2 separate regions of the Sus scrofa genome follow, and region 1 is linked to region 2. A link is a contact called in public HiChIP or PLAC-seq data. All regions are on one chromosome and are shown on one strand. Each heading gives the region's core, a stretch centred on a gene start, on an enhancer-like site or on the middle of the called end of the contact. The rest is flanking DNA. Distances are from core to core; before and after follow the strand shown.

What was found. HiChIP or PLAC-seq counts read pairs in DNA pulled down with a chosen protein or histone mark.
Region 1: a contact with region 2 is called in an H3K27ac HiChIP or PLAC-seq map of skeletal muscle, with 3 times the contacts expected there. The contact joins two enhancer-like sites. A contact is called at or near these places in 1 of 47 Hi-C or Micro-C datasets (mesenteric adipose tissue) and 1 of 2 datasets of contacts at active chromatin or transcription factors (skeletal muscle).

The regions. Positions count from the first base shown.
Region 1 is chr12:14,714,108-14,717,224 of Sscrofa11.1, reverse strand. All of the region lies in intron 14 of PECAM1 (platelet and endothelial cell adhesion molecule 1), which reads right to left. Among named protein-coding and RNA genes, the nearest start is that of PECAM1, 48 kb to the right of the region's middle. Within about 2 kb of position 1,519, at least 18 of the 83 cell types and tissues checked have an H3K27ac peak or open chromatin away from gene starts, as enhancers often do. A contact at or near this core is called in skeletal muscle, where this site is marked.
Region 2 is chr12:14,305,324-14,308,442 of Sscrofa11.1, reverse strand. No RefSeq gene overlaps it. Among named protein-coding and RNA genes, the nearest start is that of KPNA2, 22 kb to the right of the region's middle. Within about 2 kb of position 1,327, at least 31 of the 83 cell types and tissues checked have an H3K27ac peak or open chromatin away from gene starts, as enhancers often do. A contact at or near this core is called in skeletal muscle, where this site is marked.

The sequences.
Region 1 (3,117 bases), core at 270-2,769, 410 kb before region 2:
GATCCTGAACCCACTCAGTGAGGCCAGGGATCGAACCCGCAACCTCATGGTTCATAGTCGGATTCATTTCCGCTGTGCCACGGGAACTCCGACATTTGACGCTTTAAACCGTTTGTGAAAAGAATGAATAGCGCATGTTATTTTGGGAAAAAAAACAAAAACCAAAAAACAAAACCCTGAGAACTACAGAAACATAGAAAGCAGGTAAATATTAACTCTGGTTCCACTGTTGACTAAAATGTCTTCCAGTCATTTTCCACTAAGTGTAGGGGGCTTCTTGGGGGGGGGTAGTTATAATTATAGTCTGCCATTTTATAGTCTTTCTTTTTCACGTAATGTGAAACATATATATATATGTTTTAGCTGCACCCATGGCACATAGAACTTCCTGGGCCAGGGATTGAACCTCTGCCACAGTGGCAACCCCTAGCTGCTGCAGTGACAACACTGGATCCTTAACCTGCTGAGCCACATGGCAACTCCAGACATAATGTGATTTTATAAACATTTCCTGGTACCTTCTTTGTTTTGGAGTTTTTTTGTTTGTTTTTTTCCTGGTACCTTCTTAAACATAATGTTCTGGTGGCTGTGTAACCATCATTCCAGGGATACGCAGTTATTTACTTAACCAGTTCCTTACTTTTAAAAATTTAGGTTCTTTCCAAGGTTTTGCTATTGTAAATAATGCTGCCAGGATCCTCTTTGGGAATAAAGCTATTTCCATACTTCCTATCGGTTTGTCTCTTCCCAGGAGTTGGGGAGTGGGGTCAGTGGAGAAGGCAGAAACAGGGCCAATGCCCTTGGCACCTGTGGTCCAGGTGCTGCCTGAAGAACGGGCCGCCACATCCCTTTCCCCCGGGGAGCCTCGTCTCAGCTACCCAGAGACCACACTGTCCCCAGGCTGGAGCCCACACTGGGACTGGCCGCCCTGCCAGAAGGCGATGCCAAGCATGCCCGGAAGAGGGTGAGAAAGACCAATGAGAAGAGGGGACACTGCGTTGAAGGTGAGCGACCCACCTGCATTGGTTAGAGATGGTTTTCACTGCAAGAGGCAAGAGGGGGATGATCTGCCCTTTGCACAGGACCCGGCCTCGCTAACTAACGGCAGAGTTTCTGAAGGGGGAGTGGCCTGTGTATCGGGGCTGATTCCCCAAATGGCCCATATGGACAAGGCTCTGAGCACAGAAGCCTGGGGAAGGCCTGGGAGGAGGTGCGGCCATTCTTGAAGGGGAGGGAGAGCACCAGCACCCCCCCTCCCCACAGCCACTCCTCAGTCTTCCTCGAGAGAGGCCACCCAAGGGGCCCCAGTTTCCACGCCCGCCCCCCGTCCAAGCTCTAACCCGGTCCCTTCTGAATCTTGGGCAGTCTCAGGGCCCAACTGTCACAACGGGAGTCACAACCTTCTGTTTCTTTCTCTAACTTAAAAATATCCTGTTTCCACCAGTCCACTTCCCCCTCAAACCCTGTCTTATCACAGCCCCATTGTGCGTCTCCTCCAGAGGGAACAGGGCCAGAAGTTCCTAAGGGGCCCCCTTCTGTCCTGGCTGAGCCAGAGGCAGGCGTCAAAGGCCAAATGGATGAATCAGCCCGACCAAGAAATTGAGCCATTGTGTAAACTTCCACACATTGAGTGAGGCCGTGGGCAGCACCCCACCCCCCAACCCAAATCTGACCTGGGAGGACCCAAAGGATCCCATGCTTCCCGCTCCCCTAAAGTCCCGAGGGGCTCTGGAGTCAGACAAAGAGGACAAGAGCCTCAAGCTGCACTTCCTAAAGCAGCCCAGACACCCAATACGAAAACTGGAGCGCGCTGATAACACTGATTGAGGACCCAGTTCTGCACGCTTGTTGTCCTGTTGCTTCGCGGTACTAGAGTCTGGTGGGTAACACCCCGTTTTTTCCGTGGAGCAGGTTTTATCCGCCTGCACTCTGAGGTTGGAGACGCCCCCTGCGGGCCGGGCCTGCTCTGGGCCTCAGAGGACTGGTTGGGATGGGCCCTCGAGTGCTCCAGAGTGGACATGGCCTGGGGGCCCTCTGTTCTTCAGTCCCTTCTCCATGATTAGCCGCTCTTGGCACACGGCATTTCTGCTCCTTTAAGAAGCATCCTGGAAGTCTGAATTCCAGGCAAAGTGGAAGCAGAAGAGGGAGGCTGAGTGAGGCAGGAGGGTCCTGTCTAGCCGGAAAGACACAGGTTAGTGTCTGCAGCAGGACTCGGCATCTCTTCCCAGAGCCATCAGCCCTCAAGTGGGATGTGCCCAGGACACCTCCAAGGTGGCCGCAGGGCCTCTAGAGAGGAAATCCAGCTTTCGTCTTAGAGGAGTCACAGGAAGTGAGGTCCTCCAAACCAGAGTTTCTTGTTGCTGGTGCCACTGACATTCTGGGCTGGAAAATCCTTTGTCATGGGGCCTGTCCTGTGCATTGTAAGATGTTCAGCAGCATCCCGGGCCCTCCAAATTATGACAATGAAAAATGTCCCCAGATGTTGCCAAATGTCCCTGCGTTGAGAACCACTGCTCTCGGCTGTGAAAATCTTATCCCAGACCTGAGTTCTTTCATGCGGAAGAACTCGACGGCATTGCTCATTAATTATAATATATCGCTTTGCCCTTCTGTCTTAAAAACTGCTGTAAATAGATATGTCCACAAGCTATGCTTTGGATGAACTGCAAAGCATCTTATAAAGTACTTTGAGGATAAGCTGGAGCGCTGCAAAACCGTCAAGGGTGGAATCAGAGTAAAGATCCACATTGCTGGCTAGCCAGGCATTCCAGTTCACACAGGCTGAGAGAACTGAAGACACCACGGGTTACCACGCATTTACGGAGAGGCTCTCTCCCCAGCTACAGTTTATCTCTTTTAGTTCCTGTCACTAGGAGGACAAGGAGGAGGAAAAGAAAATCAAAACTTCCCTTGGCTTAGTCCACACCAGTCAGAGGAGGAAGAGGTGGGGGTGGCTTTTGAACCCCAGGGCGGCTCTTAACCCAGAGCACCAGGCTATGAACAAACCCTGGGAAAATGCCTCCGTCTAAACCAGGAGAACTCAGCTAAGTAACAGATTATCCCGCAGAAGGTCTGAGACCACGGGGATGGGAGTGAACTGATTCTAGTCAGGCGCTG
Region 2 (3,119 bases), core at 78-2,577:
AGGGACTGCATAGGGCTGTCCAGGAGGATCCTCCACGAAGGACAGTTCGGTTCTTTCGTTGTCAGCTGCACCCACAGCATGTGGAAGTTCCCTGGGCCAGGGATCGATTCCGAGCCGCATCTGCGACCTACACCACAGCTTCCGCGACGCTGGCTCTTTAATCCACTGTGCCCGGCCAGGGATCAAAGCTGGGCTGCTGCAGAGACCATGCCAGATCCCTAACCCGCTGCACCATAGGGAGAACTCCCAAGGACAGTTCAAGTTTGCAAAAATGAGAGATGAAAGTGAAATTCTCCAGTCTCTGTCCCTCGGCTGGAATTCCCTGTGGCTGCCTCTTGCTGAAGGCTGGACAGTGACAGCCTGGGATCTCCTTGGGCCTTGAGGAGGGAGAAGAGAAATAGCTGCTCACTGAAGAGGCCCTGCCAGAGCAACAGAATGGCTCAGTCTATTTATTGTGGGGCAAACAGGACCACGAAGCTCGGGGGGCCCAACCGGAAGCCGTGGCCAAAGTGGTTCCTTTTCTAAAAGGACAATGCAAAATGCACCTGGTTCCAGGGAACCCGGGTGTGGGGAGAGGTGTGTCTTCAACCCACACGGCTTGGGAGATTGTCCTCATGCTCCAGGCTGAGCCCAGGAACCCAGCTTAGTTCCTAGGTCTGAATGGGCTGACAGGTCACCAGATGCAGGGCTGAGAGAGAGGACACAAGCCATCGCTGAGTCACTTGGAAGACTGACGCCAGGGTTTTTCAACCTCAGCACCACTGGCATGTCGAGCAAGATCATTCTTTACTGTGGGGGTCAGGGGAGGGGGAGTCGTCTGTTCTGTGCTGTAGAGACTATGCTCAGTAGGACCCCTGATCTCTACCCACTTGGAAACCAGTTGTGTCCTCAAGATGAACCTCCAGATTGTCCGACATCCATCCCCTTGGAGTTGCAAAAGCACCTTCGATGGAGAGCAACTTTTTTTTTTTTTTTTCCGCCTTACCCGTGGCATGAGGTCATTCCAGGGCCGGGAATCAAATCAGCACCGCGGCAGCCACTTGAGCCACAGCAGTGATGACGCCAGGTCCTTAACCCACTAAGCCACCAGGGAACTCTAAGAACCACTGCTTTAGATAAAAATGACTCTGGGACGTGTTACATTTTTTTGCAATGACTTGAAATGACCCCATTTCAACACCAGGATCTGAACCCCACGGAATGCAACACAAAAGCAAATCAAGGAGGCAATTAATTACGGGCTGCCCAGCTGGCTTCTTCCTTGTAGTTTCAATCGCATTAGGCAGCCCACTTCCCTTCCTCTCCACTGTTTGAATGGTTGCTGTGCAGGGCGAAAAAACAGCGGCTGGTCCACCTCCGAGCTGGCCACATTTCAACAGCGGCTGGCGGGGAGCTCTCATGGGGCTTTCCAAGCTTAATTAGTTCATATTTGTAAAGTTCCTTAGGAAGCTCAGGCCAGGATGCGATGGGAAGTCCAAGCTACTAGGATTCCTGCCACACTCTTGAAAAGAACATTCCCGCATAAAAAGGCTGAGAGAGCCAGAAAAGAGCTCATAGGAGCCGGTGTGTGAATAGAGGAAGGAGTCCTTGGGAAGTGCATTTGAGACGGTAAAGAAAAGAGAGTAATACTTTCCAACTTTCTGGCCCTCCTCCTATTCTCTAGAGCAGGAAATTATTTCAAGTATTTCCTGAACAGCTGAAGTATGTTAGAGACCTGCTAACATTCTCTACATTATCTCCAGGAAATAGACGCCGAAGAATTTCTTTGCAACGAGAAACTATGTGGGCTCTGTTGCTCATTTCCACCTGAATGGGATGGAGACTCTTATTCTGGGAATTGGAGATGACAATCTCCTTAGATCATTTTGATGTCATACTCGGTGTCTTAAAGAACATGCCCTAGAGGAGAACTCTCCGGCGTGTGTGTGTGTGTGTGTGTGTGTGTGTGTGTGTGTGTGGGGGGAGAAAGGGGAGGAGAAGAGAGGGAAGCGAGGGGAGAGAGAGAGAGAGAAGGAAACTTTCTCTTTCTTTTTGGACCGAACCACGGCACGTGGAAATTCCCAGGCCAGGAACGGACCAAACTTGCGGCGCAGCAGCGACCCCAGCCACGGCAGGGACAGCACCGGCTCCTTAACTCGCTGTGCCACAAGGGAACTCCGAAAGAAACGTTCCTTGCCAGGTGGCTTAGCAATGTCAGTAACAGCTTGCTAGTTATCTAGTTATCTGCCATCTCCGGGTGGGGTTAAGAATGAGGTCAGCCTCTTCTGTTTTAGGCAGAATTCTAGAACGTGCAACAGAAGGAGGCTGATTAGCCCCATCCCACCTCCAGAGATTTGCCCCCTCCAAGGCCTGAGCCCATAAATCTCTTAGGGTGGGGGTCCGCAGGCAGCCTGCCCTGCTGGCCACGTTTAAGCCTCCCAAGCAAATCAATGCTGGGATGTTGGTGGGGTCATGAGAGCCATCTGGGAGCCAGCTGTGACTTTGGCCAGCGCATTCCCCCAGGCTCCGATGAAAGGGCTAGCAGGATTACCACGGCCGAAATACCAGGGGGAAATGGCAGTTTTGCCTCCCAAGCAAAGAACAAGGCGGAGAAAGCCAGCCAATTCCCGAAGAGAATGACAGATCCGATTATGCTGCTGAAGGCCAGGCAAGTTCCCTGCTCCCTAAGAACAATTAGAAACCATTCCCCTCTACGTGCTTGGGATCCAGCATTGGGAAGGCTGGGATTTGCCTCTCAGACCTGGCTGTCAGCAGGAGGACGGGAGCCAAACTGCATGTCTGTTACCGCCCACCCTCTGGGGCCTTCGGGGAAGCTGAACTGGAGGCCACAGAGAAATATAACCCCCTGCCATCAACTCTTTCCGGGGACAAAGCCACCCCATTCTTAGTGTACCTCATCATGCTTCTGGAACGAAGGTCCATCAAATGCCATCTTTTAGGGACAGCAGTTAAAACTCCTGTTCAGCTTGAGTTCTTTAGTCAAATTACCGCTAATTTCTTTCTTTTTTTTTTTTTTTTTTTGCTTTTTAGGGCAGCACCCAAGGCATATGGAGGTTCCCAGGTAAGGGTCCAATCAGGGCTATAGTTGCCAGCCTACACCACAGCCACAGCCACAAAGA